Linked DNA regions of Rattus norvegicus: regions 1 and 3 are each linked to region 2. The links are chromatin contacts, called in public Hi-C maps. All regions are on one chromosome and are shown on one strand. The core of a region is the stretch at or near the end of the contact, and the rest is flanking DNA. Distances in the headings are between cores, read along the strand shown. Region 1 has its middle 160 kb from the start of Cul1. Region 2 holds the start of Cul1 (cullin 1). Region 3 holds the start of Ezh2 (enhancer of zeste 2 polycomb repressive complex 2 subunit).

The links. A called contact is a pair of places that touch in the nucleus more often than the background predicts.
Region 1: a contact with region 2 is called in a Hi-C map of the A7r5 cell line, with 2.0 times the contacts expected there. The contact joins the enhancer-like site here to the promoter of Cul1 in region 2. A contact is called at or near these places in 4 of 12 Hi-C or Micro-C datasets (the A7r5 cell line, Schwann cells, mammary epithelial cells and 1 more) and 1 of 1 datasets of contacts at active chromatin or transcription factors (oligodendrocytes).
Region 3: a contact with region 2 is called in a Hi-C map of liver, with 2.9 times the contacts expected there. The contact joins the promoter of Ezh2 here to the promoter of Cul1 in region 2. A contact is called at or near these places in 2 of 12 Hi-C or Micro-C datasets (Schwann cells and liver).

Annotation. Positions count from the first base shown.
Region 1 is chr4:77,385,620-77,389,135 of GRCr8, reverse strand. No RefSeq gene overlaps it. Among named protein-coding and RNA genes, the nearest start is that of Cul1, 160 kb to the left of the region's middle. Within about 2 kb of position 2,150, at least 4 of the 93 cell types and tissues checked have an H3K27ac peak or open chromatin away from gene starts, as enhancers often do. A contact at or near this core is called in the A7r5 cell line, where this site is marked.
Region 2 is chr4:77,550,524-77,553,609 of GRCr8, reverse strand. It overlaps Cul1 (cullin 1), which reads right to left and starts at 1,785. Exons shown (of 22, transcript NM_001108627.2): 1 at 1,693-1,785.
Region 3 is chr4:77,685,295-77,688,520 of GRCr8, reverse strand. It overlaps Ezh2 (enhancer of zeste 2 polycomb repressive complex 2 subunit), which reads left to right and starts at 1,338. Exons shown (of 20, transcript NM_001134979.1): 1 at 1,338-1,476.

The DNA.
Region 1 (3,516 bases), core at 901-3,400, 160 kb after region 2:
GTTTGGGGGCACTTGGGAGGGTAACAGAACACATGAGATGAAAGGGGAAGGGAAATTACTAGGGGCAGAAAGCAGGGGTAAGAAGACCTGAGGGGGCAGCAGGAGGGGATTCTGTCTGAACTGAACATGCGTGGACATTTTTCTTTGTCATTACTTTTTAAATACTGCCTTTACATACCATGTACCTTCTATTAGGTATTATAAATAATAATAAAGGAAAATGGGCACAGGGTATACACAGATATTTCACTGAAATAGATACAGATGGCAAATAAGTGTCTGGAGAAAGTGTTTGATATCATCAGCGGAAGTACTATATCAACTAGGAAGAGAGTTTACTGTACACCCATCATAATGGCCAAAACAGTAATAACAGACACCCCAACCAACAACCAACCAAACAGACAAATATGGTGGTGTGGACAGGAGAAATAGACGCTCTCTAACATCCTCAGAGCAACATAAATGTCACAGCTACTCTGGAAAACACTGGCAACTCCCTATAAAACTAAACACATGTTTACCATATGGCCACAAGGAATTGCACCCCAAGATAAAATGAAACTTATTCTTATACACACACACACACACACACACACACACACACACACACACCTTTATGTGAATTTTAAAAGAAGATATAACTATCTTGTCCCACACTGCAAACAACACATAAATCTCTTACTGTGTGTTTAGCTCACTAAACACACTATGACACATCCATCGTGTGGAATGCTACTTAGCAGTAAAAATGAGAACATACATACAACAATTCATATGAATCTCAAGAGGATCATTCTGAGTAAAACCCACCCAGTCCCAGACAATACATACCTGGTTGCTTCCACTGATAAAACCCTGAAAAGCTGAAATTACAGAGTTTAGACACTGATGATCCTTGTAATTCTCAGAGGTTAAGGGCAAAGATGAAGGTGACAGTGGCTATAAAGGGTTCATTGGAACGTTCTGTATCCTGTTTACGGCAATGGTTACATAGATGTACACATGTGTTAAAACTGCAGAAATTAAATACACACAAGCAAATGAGTGCTGGTAAAACTGGTGAACTCTGCACGACTTGGATGCCAGTGTCCTGGTTGCGGTATGTGCTGTAGCTGCTAAAGATGATGCCGAGTGTGTGTGCAGTAAAGGGCAGATGGAGTCTATTAAATCTCACAACTGCACGTGAGCAGCTAGTTACTTCCAAAGGTTTAAAAATGTTCCACATTAACCCACGATTAAACACGGAAACAAAAGTCAGACTCAGCCTTCTTTTGGCTTCAGAGCAAATTCCTTTGTTTCGATAAAGTCAAACCAAACCAAACTAAATCAAAGTCAGATGCAATGCCAAATGTAAAATCAGATTACAGAGAAAGATGCTTGTAAGGATGTGAGGTCAAGCTTTCATGATAGGAAAGGCTGAGGGAGGCTGGGAAGATATTGTGAGGAGTTGCGGGCAGCTAAGTTATCCCTTACTTCACGGCCCAGCAGGCTGTTAGGCAGGCATCCTGTGACACAGACACAGACACAGACACAGACACAGACACAGACACAGACACAGACACAGACACAGACACAGACACAGACACAGTCACAGACACAGACACAGACACAGACACAGACACAGACACAGACACAGACACAGACACAGACAGACACAGACACAGACACAGACACACAGACACAGACACAGACACAGACACAGACACAGACACAGACAGTCACAGACACAGACACAGACACAGACACAGACACAGACAGACACAGACACAGACACAGACACACAGACACAGACACAGACACAGACACAGACACAGACACAGACAGTCACAGACACAGACACAGACACAGACACACACACAGACACACACACACACACACACAGACACACACACAGACACACACACAGACACACACACAGACACAGACACAGACACAGACACACAGACACAGACACAGACACAGACACAGACAGATACAGACACAGACACACAACAGTACGAAGACTTGCAGACCTCAAGCCTCAGACAGGTTAGAGATGTATGCAGCTGGCCAAAGGCAGAGGCAGGGTCCCACCTCAGGTTTCCATGCAGACACTGATCTATAGCTGGTAAAGGTTAACCAGCAGCCATCTAGTGGCAGAGGTTTGAGTCAAGGATAAACTCTGGGGTATCTAAAGCAAGCATGAGAGGAGTCAGTAAACTGGGGACATTATAAAAGCACATTTTCTATTGGGAGAGACTCAGCCAAAAACATGTAGAGAACATTTGTTTTTTCCTGTAAATCCCCAGGGTCCAAATAAGAGGGTTTTTTTGTGTGTATGTGTGTGTGGTTTTTTTTTTTTTTAAATCTTATCATACTTCCCGTTTGGATTAATGTCGCAGATACTTTCTTGGTTACACATGGAGCAAGTATTTGATTTTGAACACATTTAAAATAACGTTCTTGGAGATGGTAATTTTTTTTTTTTTTGAATCACTATTTGTTCCTCTAACTGTAGGAATCTGCCATCTAGTGGCTAAATCCTGAAATTGTTTTGTCCTTCCCGTTCTATGTTGAGAACTTCACATGAATTCGTTTTATTTCAAATCAGAAATCTATCAGCCTGGTAAAAATAAAAGAGATCTTTCTTATTAAAAACGAAGCCTTGAACAGGACTCCCATGTACCCTCAGACATAGGTTGTTGGAGAATCTTCAACAATATAAAAACAAATTTCTAAATGCCATTTGCCTCTAATGATGTGACTGTCCAAGCTACACCTGAAGCATTTAAATCACTGTAAGACTAAACAGAACAGCAGAACAGTTAGTGTCTAGTAGCTTCGGACCGTGACTCCTAGTTTTAAGTGCCTTACATCATGTAGATATGGTAGTAAATCGGGGTCTCACCACTTTGCCACACACTTGTGTCAGCTGTAACTCTTTTGGGGTTGATTCATTTCACTTCACATGTATGGGTTTTATTTTCTTGCATGTATGTCTGTGCACTGCTTGTATGTAGTACCTGAGAGGTCAGAAGAGGGTGTTAACTCCCTAGAACTGGAGTATGAATGGTTGTGAGCCTCCATGTGGGTGCTAGGAACTGATCCTAGATCTTCTGTGGGAGCACGTGCTCTGAAGCATTGCGCTTCTCTCCAGTCCCCGAAACTCTCGTGTTGTAAAACTGGCATTCACTGTCCTCAGGTTGGAATTCTAGAGACTTCCATGCCTGCTTCATTGTCTGCCTTCCTGGTTTGGTTCCTGTCTGCTGCTCCTCGGTCATTTGCGTATAGTCATACCACTTCCCTACATGTACATGAGTATATTAGATATATGTTCTCTCCTGCCTGTACATGTATGATAAACCCATGTAAGTACCAGTCCTTGTCTTTCTACTTTCAGTGATATTTAATGATGTCAAATATTTCAACACTGAAGCTAAATTATCTCTATTTCCCCACGAAAAGGGGGGAAGTCACTAGTACGCTTCTCACTTAAGAACTTTGACTGTTATCCCATAGCTAAGAGCATCCAAA
Region 2 (3,086 bases), core at 536-3,035:
CTATAGGAAGCAATAAATACAAGTTTTATGTAAAAAAATAATAAAAATAAATCTTAAAACCTTTTCAAACAAAGAAAGACCTTATATCCTTATTTTTCTCAACTACACTTGCTTCTCCAGAGTGTTAGGTTTAGGTCCTAGAAACTTGAAGTAAAAGGAATTTAGTTCCTCTTTTGTCACCCCAGTGCCTTTCTAAAACAGTAATTATTTATTCCATCCTTAGCTTTTGGCTGTTTTAATGCTACTCCAGCACAGAGCAAGCACACACAGAGCAACTAAAAACACTTGAACAACTTGACTGCATTTCAGCATGCGTGCCCTTACCACAAACCCCCAACGACAGTGAACTGCAAGTACCAACAGCGACCTCGTAGGAAAGGGGGAATCCTCTTTTTTGGCAGACCTAGCTCCCTTAACTTTGGGGATTATTAGACTCAAGGAATGAAGAGTGCAAGCGTCCCTTGCTTTCTTAATTATCTCCGGTGTAACACAGTGCACAGGTGACAGAAAGAAGGGGTTCTCAGGGCCACGCGGGATTTAAGAATAGAGACCCGCAGAATCTCCGGCCCCCGACTCGGTCCCCCTGGCCCGGTGCCCGGTTACCTTTGGGGTCAGAGCGCGCGCTCCCGCCGGGCCCGGGGACGCGCCGAGGCCGCCGCACAGGGCCCAGCTCGACTGAGGAAAGCTGGCGGACGCCCCGGGGCTCCGTTCCTTTCGAAAAGCACACCGCATCCCGGCGCGCCTGCTCGGCCACGCTCCCAGAGAGAACGGAGCCCGGGGCACCACTGTTACCCAATAATCATGCCCCGCACCGTCGCAACAATGAGTGCCCCGGGATCCCCGAGAGCACGAGTCCCGCGGCCCTGAGCCGCCCCGGCCGAGCGGAACCCCCAGGGCCGAGGGGAAGGGAGGGGTAACGCGTGAGGCGCCGAGGCCCGCGCCACAGGCCGCGGTGAGTCCGGCTTTTTCCCAGTGCGTAGCCGGGGCCTGGTCCTGCGAGTCCCGGCCCAGGCCGAGCCTGGCCGGCCCGGTGACTCAGGCCGGGCCTGCCGGCTCCGCTCCGCCCTCAGCGTCCTACGCCCACGATTTCTCCAGCCCGGCCGCCATTCCGCCTAGTCGCGGCGCCTCGGGCCTTGCCGGCAACCCGGGCTCGGACGCCGCGGCCCGAGTCACTGCGACGCCGCGGCTCTGCCCGGGCCTGCGCTGCCTCCCGCCACCGCGGCCCGAGCCGCTACTCACCCGCATCTCCGGGCGCCCCCCGACGCTCGGGCGGCGTGTAGTGCTCGCGGGGCCCGCCGAGGTCTGGCCGCGTCCCTCAGCGCCCGGGCTGCCCCGCCTGGAGCTGCGTGCGACACGGCGCCCGCTCCTCCTCCTCCTCCCCTGCCCGCCTGCCGGCCCTCCTCCTCCCGCCGCCGCCGCCGCCGCCGCCTGCACCACGCAACCTCCGCCCTCTCGCCGTCCCTCCGCCGCTCCCCGCCCTCCCGGCTTCACCGGCTCTGGCGACCGCGGGGCGAAGCCGTGGGGGAGGGAGGGCCGGAACGCACCGCCATCGGCGTCCGGGGCGGGGGAGCCAAGAAACCGTCGCCGCCATCGCCTGGCCAGAGGCAGCGCGGGAGGGGCACTGAAACCGCCCTCCCAGAGTCTCTGGCCGCCCCTCAGTGGCGAGGACCCGCTTCACGCAGGCATTTCTACCTGGGAGCCATGGCCTCTGCTTCCCAAACGCCGAACTAGGTCCCGCCGGACGTGCGGAATCCTCCGCCAGGTTTTCCCGCCGCCCTCGCGTCGGGGCGGCCTCTTAAGCCCCGGCTTCCCGCCACTTCGGACTTCTCGTGGGGGCCGTGCTGAGGTTGGGGGCTCAGGTCTCTGAAGAAACTTCCGGAAGCGGCTGTAGGAGAGGGGCTGCGACCTCCTCTGCCCCTCTCCTGCATGCACATCCTGGGAGCTGACATGGACTCCAAGTGCACCGAGCTGGATGTCTCCAGACCTGGAGTTGGAGTTGAACCAGTGGCAATATCCCCAACCGTGAGAAGAGAAAGTCAGATGGGCTGGCGGCCCCCAAATCAGCGCGGACTCCAGAGAAACGTGCCATTGCTTCTCCGACCCCCCTCCTACCTGCAGGCCTTGGAGATCCCCCTGCGAAAACCTCCAGCTTACTCACATACCCACGTGTCTGTGTGTCTTCCTCTTTAGTACTTTTCTCCAAACTAAAGTGGGCTTCTTTCCCTTTTAGATCCTTTTCACTTTCAGTGTATAAGGTTCAGTTCTGGAGAGTTGGAGTTGCGATTCCAACCTGGGATGGCAGGAAATAGTATTTACATCTAGAATAATCTCACCCGTTAGAAATCAGCTGCTGTCTTGTCTTGTGTTTGTAATATCCCATTGTAAATTTGGCAACACCCCACAGGTGTTTGTCCCACAAGTGAGAGGCTGGAGAAAGAATGGATTTACCCCGCACCTAGTTAAGAGGCAGCTGTTTTAATATCCTGGCTTAGATCTGCCATTTAATTCTGTGAACAAGCAAGGGAATATTTTCAGTTAGCCCATCATCTGGGCCAAAGATGTATTTGATGTAACTTCTGTTTTCACCTAACAAGAACACTACAGAGATTCTAATGCACCACTTCAGGACAGTCTCCTCCGCATACCTGCAGTCCCAGATCCACAGCCTGAGTCACCACCTGTATTTCCTCTCGAAAGTCTCACTGGTGTGTGTTCCAAGTTCTCACCTGTGGGTCGAGACCCATTGGACAAACTTCTCCAAAAACATTTACATCACTATTCATAACAGCAAAATTACAGTTATGAAACAAACAAAAATCATGTTCTGATTGGTGGGTCACCCAGTGAACTGTATGAAAGAGTAGCAGCATTAGGAAGTTAAGAGAACTGCTTGTTTAGTCCTATGGAACTGTGGCTTTTTGTCAACATCTATTACGTATTTTTAGGAGTGTTGTTTGTATATGTGTATACCAAATTATGTTTACGTTTGTCTGGGGGAAAGAGATTTTTATTTTTTTATATCAAACACCTCAATAACTCAGTCAAAAGAAACATGTTTTTAGTAACCTTTCTGTGGATACATGATG
Region 3 (3,226 bases), core at 89-2,588, 140 kb before region 2:
ACTGTCTACCAACAGAAAACCCAAGAATCTGCTAGTTGTTCAGTCTACAAGCCTGGATGTGCTCGAATACCAGTGAAAGAATATGTATATATTCCCTCTCTCTATATATATTCTGAATATCTATATACATATATATTCATTCTCCGTTCTCTATCCATTTAATCAGTGAAGGAATGAATACATTCATACATTCATTCAGCCTGTTCCTCTAGAGAACCATGACCAATACAGATACATAACTTCTAGAGTGTTACAAATTCTCAGTGTTAATTCTTCATTGTTGAACCTGTTTTCGCAGGTCTGTTAGTTTGCCATACAGATGCATCTTATTAGAAGTAAATTTGAAATATCATTATTCACTTCATTGCCAGATAACTGAAACCAGGGTGTGTGTGTGGGTGCTGTGTATTGTATAAGAAGCACATTTCTAGTCCTCGAGGAGGGGAAAGGTTGACTTTCAAGATAGTCTAGCCATTGAAAAATGTTGCAAACTTCCTTACACTTTGCTGAGACAACAGGGACTGAGCTATCTGCTCTCAAAAGTTGCTAATAAACAACTTGAAACCTTGATAAGTGCTGAGAACCATAAACATAGATTGGAAGGCCTTTCAGAGAAATCTGGTCGCTTTTTCCTATGCTGTCAGGGCATTAGGCACTAGTTTTGCTAACCAAAGCCTCCAAGGTGCCAAAAGGAACCGCACTAACTTTCTCTGCTTACTGGTCCTCTCCATGTGGAGCGCGGCCCGTCCCGCATTGAGTCCCCCGTGGGGCCCGCCACGCGCCTTTCTGTCCGTGTCGCCAACAAGAGTGTTGGATTCCGGGCCCAGAATGGCACGCCAGGGGAAGAGGGCGGTTAAGACCGTTACCAACCCGAGTTTTGAATTATTTCAAACTTGGCTCTGGCGCCCGCCCTTCTCTTCCCCTCCCCCTCCCGAGAACTACTCAAGAGCCCATTCCCGCCAAGAGCTGGCCCGCCCCCCGGCCGGTTCCCGCCATCCCGACCTCCCCGCCTCCTGCCCATAACGGGCTTCGGGTCCCGCCAAGTGCCCGATCTCCGCCTGCCTGTCCATGGCTTTCCTGAGAGGGTACCGCACGTTGGCAAAAGAACAAAGACAGAGACTGTGGAGCTTCCACCCGGTTAGCCGCGTTCCTCAGAACGAGCCCTGACACTCGCGCACGCGCTGGCGCCGGCGAGCCTCCCTGTCCCTGGGCTGGGGCTCGCTTGGAAGGCTCACAGCTCATCCGGCCCTCTGATTGGACGGGCGCCCTCTCGCATCCTCCAATCGGGGCGGCGCTTGATAGTGCTGGGGGGGCCAAATAAAAGCGATGACGATTGGGCTGCTGCGTTTGGCGCTCGGTCCGGTCGCGTCCGACACCCAGTGGGACATCGAAGGCAGTGGAGTCCCGGCGGCGGCGGCGGCGGCGGCGCGTTGGGGCGGCGCGCGGGAGAAGCGCGGGCTGGCGCGCGGGACGAAGGTAATGCACGCCGTCAGCCGCCGGTGGTCGGCAGTCAGGGATCTGGAACGCGCCCCGGGGCGGCGGCGGCGACCGCGGGACCTCCGCGCGAGTGCCTGGCCAGTCTCAGGCATCGCCCAGCGGGTCTCACTCGAGCGCTGCTTTTGTAGGCGCGGAGGGAGGGCTAGGAGACAGCTTTCCGAGGGGTCATGAGGTGCGGGCAGGTCCACGAGGTCCCAGGAGTGGACTGTGGATTCCGGCAGATGTGGGAGAGCGGGGGCCGGTGGTGGGGGCTTCTGTCCCGGAGCCTGTTCCCGCCGGGCCGGGGCTGGGGGCGTTCCTGTGGCCGATCCGGGCCGGCAGCTCTAAGCCTCAAGTCTCCTTTGTGTGGCTGGGAGCGCCCGGGTAGGACGGGACGTACACACAAGTTGGTGGGACCGAGTCGAGAGTCTGCACTCAGACAAAGGACAGACTGTGTCTCGGGAGGGGAGGGGAGACGGCGACACTCGGCTCCCGCCGCGCGGGTTGGGGCGTGGGGAGGCGCGACGCGAACGCGAGTGGGCAGGGCTCGTCCTTGCCTGGCCCTGCTGGGGGGCGACCGACTAACGCCTGGCCTTGCTGCTGCGGGACTGCATGAACGATGTTGGGAACTCCCTTAGCCCCGCGGCTGACATTTCCCCGAGAGCCGGGAGTCTCCCACAGCTTCGGGCTGCCAATGTCCTCGCCTGGCTTTGTGCTAAGTTCGATGGAAGAGTCCAGCTGTGCTCCCTTCTCTCACTTCATTGTACAACCTCCCCCTCCCCCCGCACGCACCAGATGTATGCTGCAGGGCTACTTTTTGAAAATGGGAGAAACTGAGAAAGCACGGGCTTTCGGAAAACTTGGTGAACGTCTTGTGAGTTCTACGTTTTAAAGGATCAAAATTTTAAAAAAATTACGGACTGTTTTGGCCAACTTATGAGCTTCTGAGAACGGCGACAGGTGCTAACGAAATCAACTGTCATTTATTCAGTGATTATTCCCCAAATCTCTAGGGGTTGGTTGTGGAAGAGATGATAGAAGTAGATGATCGAAATAAAATACCCACGAGAAATGTGGGTTTACGCTGAAGGACTGACAGTTTCTTTTTAGTGGGTCATGTTTCCAGTGAACAAAAGCTTTGGTGAGTCAGAAAAGACGTTTGTTGCCTAAGAAATTCGAGTGTATTCTGGTCACAATTCAAAGAAACTTCCTTTGTTTATTAACATAGGATTTGTAGAATCCAAATTCATCTGAAGTAAAAATTTGTCTTTGATATTTCAAATACCGTACAACAATGATACAACACCATTTCAATTTCAGGAAAGTCGTTATCATTTTAATTTTATGGGTTTTTAATGGCACATAAAACATTTGAAAAATACTAATGCTGTCACAGTTGAATGTAGTTTATATTTTTGGCGATTTCAAAATTTATTTTCTATTTTCACTAATGAACATTAGCAGTGAATTCATATTTAGAAATAAAAGTCTCATAATTTTACTTGCAAGTATGTGGAAATATTTAGGTTATATTTAATTTCCTGTTCTTGTTCTTTTAAGTTGGAAATGGGTTGGATTCTGGTCTTAAACGAAAAGAATCCTGCTTTTTCTCTTTGGAGAGGTGTATTAGGGAATGAAATGCTTAAAGTCCCAGAAACACTTAGAAAAATTGCATCCTAAATTTTTATTTTGATGGGTCTTGAATATATTTCTTTAAAAAAAAAAGAATGAAAGAAAAAAACCAGACTCT